Linked DNA regions of Bos taurus: region 2 is linked to region 1. The links are chromatin contacts, called in public Hi-C maps. All regions are on one chromosome and are shown on one strand. The core of a region is the stretch at or near the end of the contact, and the rest is flanking DNA. Distances in the headings are between cores, read along the strand shown.

Evidence for each region. A called contact is a pair of places that touch in the nucleus more often than the background predicts.
Region 2: a contact with region 1 is called in a Hi-C map of blastocyst, with 3 times the contacts expected there. The contact joins the promoter of MAP3K5 here to the enhancer-like site in region 1. A contact is called at or near these places in 2 of 11 Hi-C or Micro-C datasets (blastocyst and liver).

What each region holds. Positions count from the first base shown.
Region 1 is chr9:74,621,145-74,624,379 of ARS-UCD2.0, reverse strand. The region is part of intron 11 of MAP3K5 (mitogen-activated protein kinase kinase kinase 5); the gene reads left to right. Among named protein-coding and RNA genes, the nearest start is that of TRNAG-CCC, 110 kb to the right of the region's middle. Within about 2 kb of position 1,924, at least 23 of the 102 cell types and tissues checked have an H3K27ac peak or open chromatin away from gene starts, as enhancers often do. A contact at or near this core is called in blastocyst and liver, where this site is marked.
Region 2 is chr9:74,769,484-74,772,777 of ARS-UCD2.0, reverse strand. MAP3K5 (mitogen-activated protein kinase kinase kinase 5) reads left to right here and starts at 1,830. Exons shown (of 30, transcript NM_001144081.2): 1 at 1,830-2,701. The coding sequence starts at 2,278.

The sequences.
Region 1 (3,235 bases), core at 675-3,174:
TATGCTAATAAATAAATATATTAGGATATAAATCAGTGCCTTACGTAGTTATAGACGTAGGCTGTGAATTGTCCTGCTTCCATTTTTACTATATTTTGATCAAGAAATATTACATTTGCCTTGTCCTCACTGCTTATTACCTTCAGTGTTAAAAATGTCCCTTGTTAAAAATTTAAACTTTTAAAAAATGGATCTGTTTCCATTTTAAATTGATGTCAATATTTGTTGTTCTATACCTAAGTATGTATATTCATTATCCCTAGTTCTATCCATAGTGTATTCATTACCACTGTATTCATTACCACTCTATTGTTTTAAATAGAAGTGATACAATTGGAATGAGGACAAGCAATGACGACTACTTTATTATTTTACTAGTTTTAAGCAACTGTAATAACTATAGTTAAATAACAGATAAGCAACAGGTTTAATAGGTTTTAATGTTAAATAGGAAGTAGATTTTTCTTGGAAGGGTGTCATAAAATGTTTAAATTTTTCCTTCTAAAAATAGTACAACCTAGTGTTGCTTTTTGTTGATTTTATTTACTCCTTTACTTCTTCTCCCAGTATTTTCATTCTAAAATGTGGGGTGAATGGTTATATGAGCTAGTGTATACTTTATATTGCTACTTTCAAAACTTTAAGATCATTATACCAAGTCCCAAGACTTCAGGGACTCTGTGGTCAGGGGCGAATTATTGAAGTCCCAGTCTTTTAATAGTTCTCCCTGGTTGCTGCTTTAAAAAGTTAGTGCTTGAAGAAAGTCTGCATGTGTACATGAAAGAAAAACCTAGATTGTGGAAGAGAGAAGTTATTTGCAAGATATTTAAAATCATTGTTATTTAGAATTTCCATCCTTTGAAATTCGAAGCTAAGCACTCCTGGTCTATCTGGGGCAGGGTCCCGGTGGAGAACTAAGTGTCACCCCACTTCCCTCAGTCCAGTTCCAACCAGTGGCTACTCAGTGGAGACCCAGGACATGTATTAGGGGGATGCATTTACCATAGGTTCTATATTTTGATAATATGATGCTCTCACCCATCAAGCAAGTTTTTGACTACAAAACTCTCAACTAAAAATGGCTTAAATAATAAGGAAACATTGTCTCATATTACAAGAACTTCTGAGGTGGATCATTGGGGGCTACTTTCAGTGGCTTAGCAGTGTCAGATTTCTGGTTGGCTTCTCTATGTGCTCTTGTTTTTTCTCTCATGGTCTTAAATAGCAGCACCGAGCATCACTCCATACAGACAGCATGCAAAGAAGGTCAGGGCCATTCCCTGGGACCAAAAGTTGCATCACGTGTCCATGCCTAAACCAGTCACCAGCAAGGGAGATGGATTTACCATGGCTAATTCAGGGAATCTGTTTCACCATCTCTAAACATTGCCACCTGCGCCTGACCAACAAACACTTTTTCGTAGCAAAGACGGAAGGGAATGGCTGTCGCCTGGGGAAACAATAGTGTCTGCCACAGTGGAATTGCTGCCATGTTAAAAAAAAAAAAAAAATGTTACTCAATCGTGTCCGATCTTGCGACCCCATGGACTACACAGTCCATGGAGTTCTCCAGGCCAGAGCACTAGAGTGAGTAGCCTTACCCTTCTCCAGGGGATCTTCCCAACCCAGGCATCGAGCCCAGGTCTCCCACATTGCAGGCGGATTCTTTACCAGCTGATCCACCAGGGAAGTTGCCATGTTAGCTCAGTATTAAACACTTTGTCTTCAGCCTTGCCCTAGCTGGGGCACAGGATCTGAGGCTAACCATTTCCAAGAAAATGGTGCTTGTGCAGATTAGGTTGAGTGTTGGTTTGGGGCTTTAGGGAATTAATTGTCGCTCCAGCACTGCCTCTGCGCTGCCCTTTTCCCCAGACTCCCAGAGGAGCCAGGAAACGTTTACCTTACATGTTGGCTTTATGGCTCAGCAGCGCCTCTGTGTGGTGAGTTCCCGTAGCAAGGGAGGTGAAGAGAGAGGACTCCTCATCCCACATCACTCCCATCTTGGGCCCTGGGCTTTGCACCACTGTAATGGAACATTCCCTGGCAGCACTCACAGCCTTCCAGGAATCTAACATTCTGGAAATGCTCTACTTTTTTCCTACAAAACTAGCCCAGGAAATCTGGGAAATCTCTCTTTGGCTGCTCCCAGAAGGGGGCTGATGGAGGATAGATTTTACCAGAGTTGCCTGGCCGGTGTTCATCAGTCTCTGTGTTCCATCGCAGGTTGAACTCTGCTCAGCTGGCTCTGCACTGAGCGCCCCTGTCGTGATCTGAGGCTTGGCCTTAGAAAGCAGCTCAGTTGCAGGCTCTGAGGATAAGGCTGCATTGTGTGCAAGGAGTGTGCAGGTAACAGCTGCAGCTCTTGGCTCACATATTTTTAGAAGGTCACCTGAGGCCAACAGGATTTAGAAGCCACTTTCCAAATTACCAGCTGAAGCTACCGGCTGCTATTTTAATTTAAGTCCCTCTGTACTCTGGTTAAGAAAGCTGAGTTCCAGGAGTACCTTTCTGTGGTCTCCTCCCTCTCTGGGCCTCACATACAGCAACATTTGCTCTGTGTTAACTCAGGTCACATCCCCGTTACCTGACAGATGTGCACTGAAAGTAGTTTTTTAGTAAATCAGCTCCGAGTTTGAAAGGATCTGTTTTTAAGATGCATGGTCCTAGCAGAGGACTAGGTGTTGTGGAGATGAATTGTGGCTGTTCGAGTTGCTTTGGCCCAAAGGAAAGTTCTGGACCACCTCAGAGTCTCAGGCTTCATTACTCACTTCACTAGCCCAGCCAAGACCTCAGCCTCTGGCAGTATTTTAAGTGGGTGGGTAAAAGCTTTTTTCTCTGGTTCTTTTACATTTACAGAATTAAACTGCAAGCAGAATTGACTACAATACAATACTTGATCAGTTTAGACACATTTATCAACTGCTTTATTTCCATAAAAATATTTATGTTGTTACTTCTATATTGTTGACAATAATATTTTTATAGGGAATATAAAATATTTTATAGGGAATGCCATCTATCTTGTCACTTATTTAAGTTTGATACATATTAATTTAATACTGATTTTAACTCAGCTTTAGTAATAAACTCAAGAAATAAATTCCCACATTTAATTTTCATCTTGGCCCTGCAGATCATTCATGCTTTTAAAATGGTCATCAAATTTCTTATGTTCAAACCTTATTAGCATATTGAATTTTTCATAAATTAGGTCACACTTTATAGCAACGATGGA
Region 2 (3,294 bases), core at 581-3,080, 150 kb before region 1:
TTGTTTTGGGTCAGGATAGGGTAGAGGATTGTATACTTTCACAGAAGTTTGGAGGTTTTACAAGTTGTTGGAAATATTAAAGGACATATAATGATTAGCAATCCACCCATATTTTGTTTCTGTATGATCAGCGATTCATTAAATATCTAAATTTTCCTATGGTATCAAGTTTAAAAGCAGATGTGGATCCCATAGATTTCAGTTTCCTTATTATAAGTTTACTTCCATTATTTTACAAATCTTTAGAAAAAGCTAAGGTCATTTGGCTTCATTGAGGATACAATTGTGCAGATACAATTGTTCAGCTGCTAGGTGTTTCCCCACATTATTTCCTTTCTTCTTTTAACCCTTTCCTACTTAACTATTTTATCCTCCTTTCCCCCTGTTGATTAGTCGCTAAGTCATGTGGAATACTTGCAACCCCATGGACTGTAGCTTGCCAAGCTCCTCTGTCCATGGGATGTCTCAGGCAAGAATACTGGAGTGGGTTGACATTTCTTTCTTATCCACTCAGGGACAGAACCCACCACTCCTGCACAGACGGATTTTTCACCACTGATCCACCAGGGAATCCCCGCTTCCCGCCTAGCTTGTATGTAATTTGCAGTATTCTTCTACCTTTTTCATAGAACTTAATCATCTCGGTTCCTGAAAGTCCAAACCTGTTTCGTTATTTCACTGTAGGTTCCACTGGTTCTCCTAAAGTTATAGCATTCTGGAGAAGTTCTCTGAGAACTTGCACATATGTTTTTACTTTTCAAATAAGTAGATACTCTGATTGCTCTTAAGCAAGCCAGGCATTCCCCGATCCCCACTGCCACCCCTAGTGCAATTAAAAAAAAAAAAAAAAAAACTGAAGTAATTGCTTAATTTCCCTCTTTCATCTGGCAGATAGATGATTTGCCAAGTCCAGGATAGAACCGGTTTTCTATCTCAAGTAAGTATACGGTGTGTTGGGGGAAATTTTATGAACTCAAATGGGAACGCAAATGCTATACAGTTCAGCACTTGGAGCTAATCATTCACGACAGCAGAGCGATTGAAAACTTGAAAACGTCTACCAGGGGCAGACCCGATAAATTCAGTCTGCCACTCCCGGAGAGCCACTGTCACCAATACACCATTCTCCAGTTGAGGCCGCCTGCAGGACCGTAGTTAAAATCCTCGGGCCTAGCGCCACGCAGGTCTCCCCACGCTGCCCTATTGCTCCCCGCGCCTCACATGGGACCCGACAGCATCGCGGAGCTAGGCCGGCACCGGCCGGAGGAGGGCGCCGTGGTTACGGGGAACGTGGCGCGTGCCTCCTGGCGCTGGCTGAGAAGACCCGAGTATTCGCAAGAGAGACTTTTTTTGGGGCCATCCTATAGTCGGGTGCGCTCCGGGCTTTTGCCTGCTCCAGGTTATCTTGGGTGGGGAGCCCAGTGGGTGACGGAGGAGAACCTTGGCCTCGTGCGGTGCTCCGGGCTGGGCTGCGGTCCGGGAGCCGCGACGCGGTCGGTTTCGTCCGGACTCGAGCTTCCCAGCAGCGCCCTCCCCCGGGGCGGGCCCAGACTTTCAGTGCCGCGACGAGTGGGCGGCAAAAAGCCGGTGGCGGACCTGGCGAGCGGCTGCAAGGAGCGGCGAGACTCGAGCGACCGGCTAGTGCCGGGACGAAGCGGCCGCGGCGATCGGAAGAGAACGGGGCCGGGGCAGGAGGAGGAAATAGAGCCGATGAAGGGGAGCTGCCGCCGAGGAAGGAGGCGGATCCTTTCGGCGGCCGCTGCCGCTGTTCCGGGACGCGGTCCAGGGAGTCTGCCCGCCCGCGAGGTGCTGGCCAGGTAGCTCCCCACCCAGAGGGCGCCCTCCCCGGCCCCTCCCAGGGTGCCCGGCACTGAAGGAGCCGGGACCGCGCTCCCCGGGGGCCAGGGCGCACCGCACCCGGAGAGCGGCGCCCTTGAGCCGCACCGCCTAGCAGGTTCGCGAGCCGACTTGTCCGCCGGCCAAGAAAAGGAAGCGCTGTCCCTTCCCGCTCAGCCGGCCTCCCCACCCCTTGTACTCTACACCCTGCAGCGGGCGAGCGGCGCGGCCACGGAGGCGCCGAGGAGGGGCGAGCCGCCGCCGGGCAGCGGCGTCCCTTCGGGGGAGAGGGCGCCGGAGAGGAGGCGGCGGCGCGGCGCGGAAGGCGCGACGCGGGATGGCAGCTGCTTAGCCAGGCGCGCGCGGAGCAGCCCTGAGCTGTGGCTGGCCAGACGGTGCGGCTGGGCGGGCGACGCCGCCGCGGCAGTCCGGCCGGGAGAGATGAGCGCGGAGGCGGGCGAGGGCATCACTTTCTCCGTGCCACCCTTCGCCGAGGGCGGCAGCTACCGGAGGGGAGGAGCGGCGACGGCGGCCGAGGGCGAGGAGAACCAGCTGCCACCGCCGCCACCGGGCAGCTTCTGGAACGTGGAAAGTGCCGCCGCTCCCGGCGCCGGGTGTCCCAGTGCCACCTCCGGGAGCAGCGCCACCCGGTGCCGGGGCAACTCTGGGGGCGGAGGCGGCCGACGGACCACGGTGGCCTATGTCATCAACGAGGCGAGCCAGGGGCAGCTGGTGGTGGCCGAGAGCGAGGCCCTGCAGTGCCTGCGGGAGGCGTGCGAGACGGTGGGCGCCGCCCTGGAGACCCTGCATTTTGGGAAACTGGACTTTGGGGAAACTGCGGTGCTGGACCGATTTTACAATGCAGGTGCGTGCGATTTAACAATGCAGGACCCCAGCCTCCGCGGTCAGGGGCCACCGCAAAGGGAAAGCTGTTGTTTCCCACCCCACCCCCCCGCCCCCATAGGAAAAATCGATCAGTTTCTGGGCAGCAATTGAGCGTCTTACTTATTTACTTCTTGCCCCACCTTAGGGGCAGCGAACGGCGCTGCGTGACTGCTCGGGTCGCTCGCAGCTCGGGGCAGAGAGTCTGACCGCCCGGCAGCCGGCCCGCGCTGGGAGTCCCGGGGTGCGTGGGGTCCTCTTGAAGAACTTCTGTTCGCCTGCAGTGCGAGTTATTTGTCCCAGTCAGCCCTGCCTTATTCAGTGTTTTGGTTTCTCTTCTGTTAGATTTGGCCCACATTTTCCTTCTATATATACCTGTGCCTGTTTTAGAAGATGTCCTCATTTTTTTCCGTGTACTTTTGAGAGTACAAAAATTCTGACTTCTGCCACGCAGCCAGCTGCACGCAGAGCGGATCTGTGTGAATTTGCATGTTATGTCACGATCTTCCCAGCTCCCTTTCCCTGAAGTTTAGTGGCTTGATTTCCCATCTCCTACCAATTTGAATTTTCAAGTAA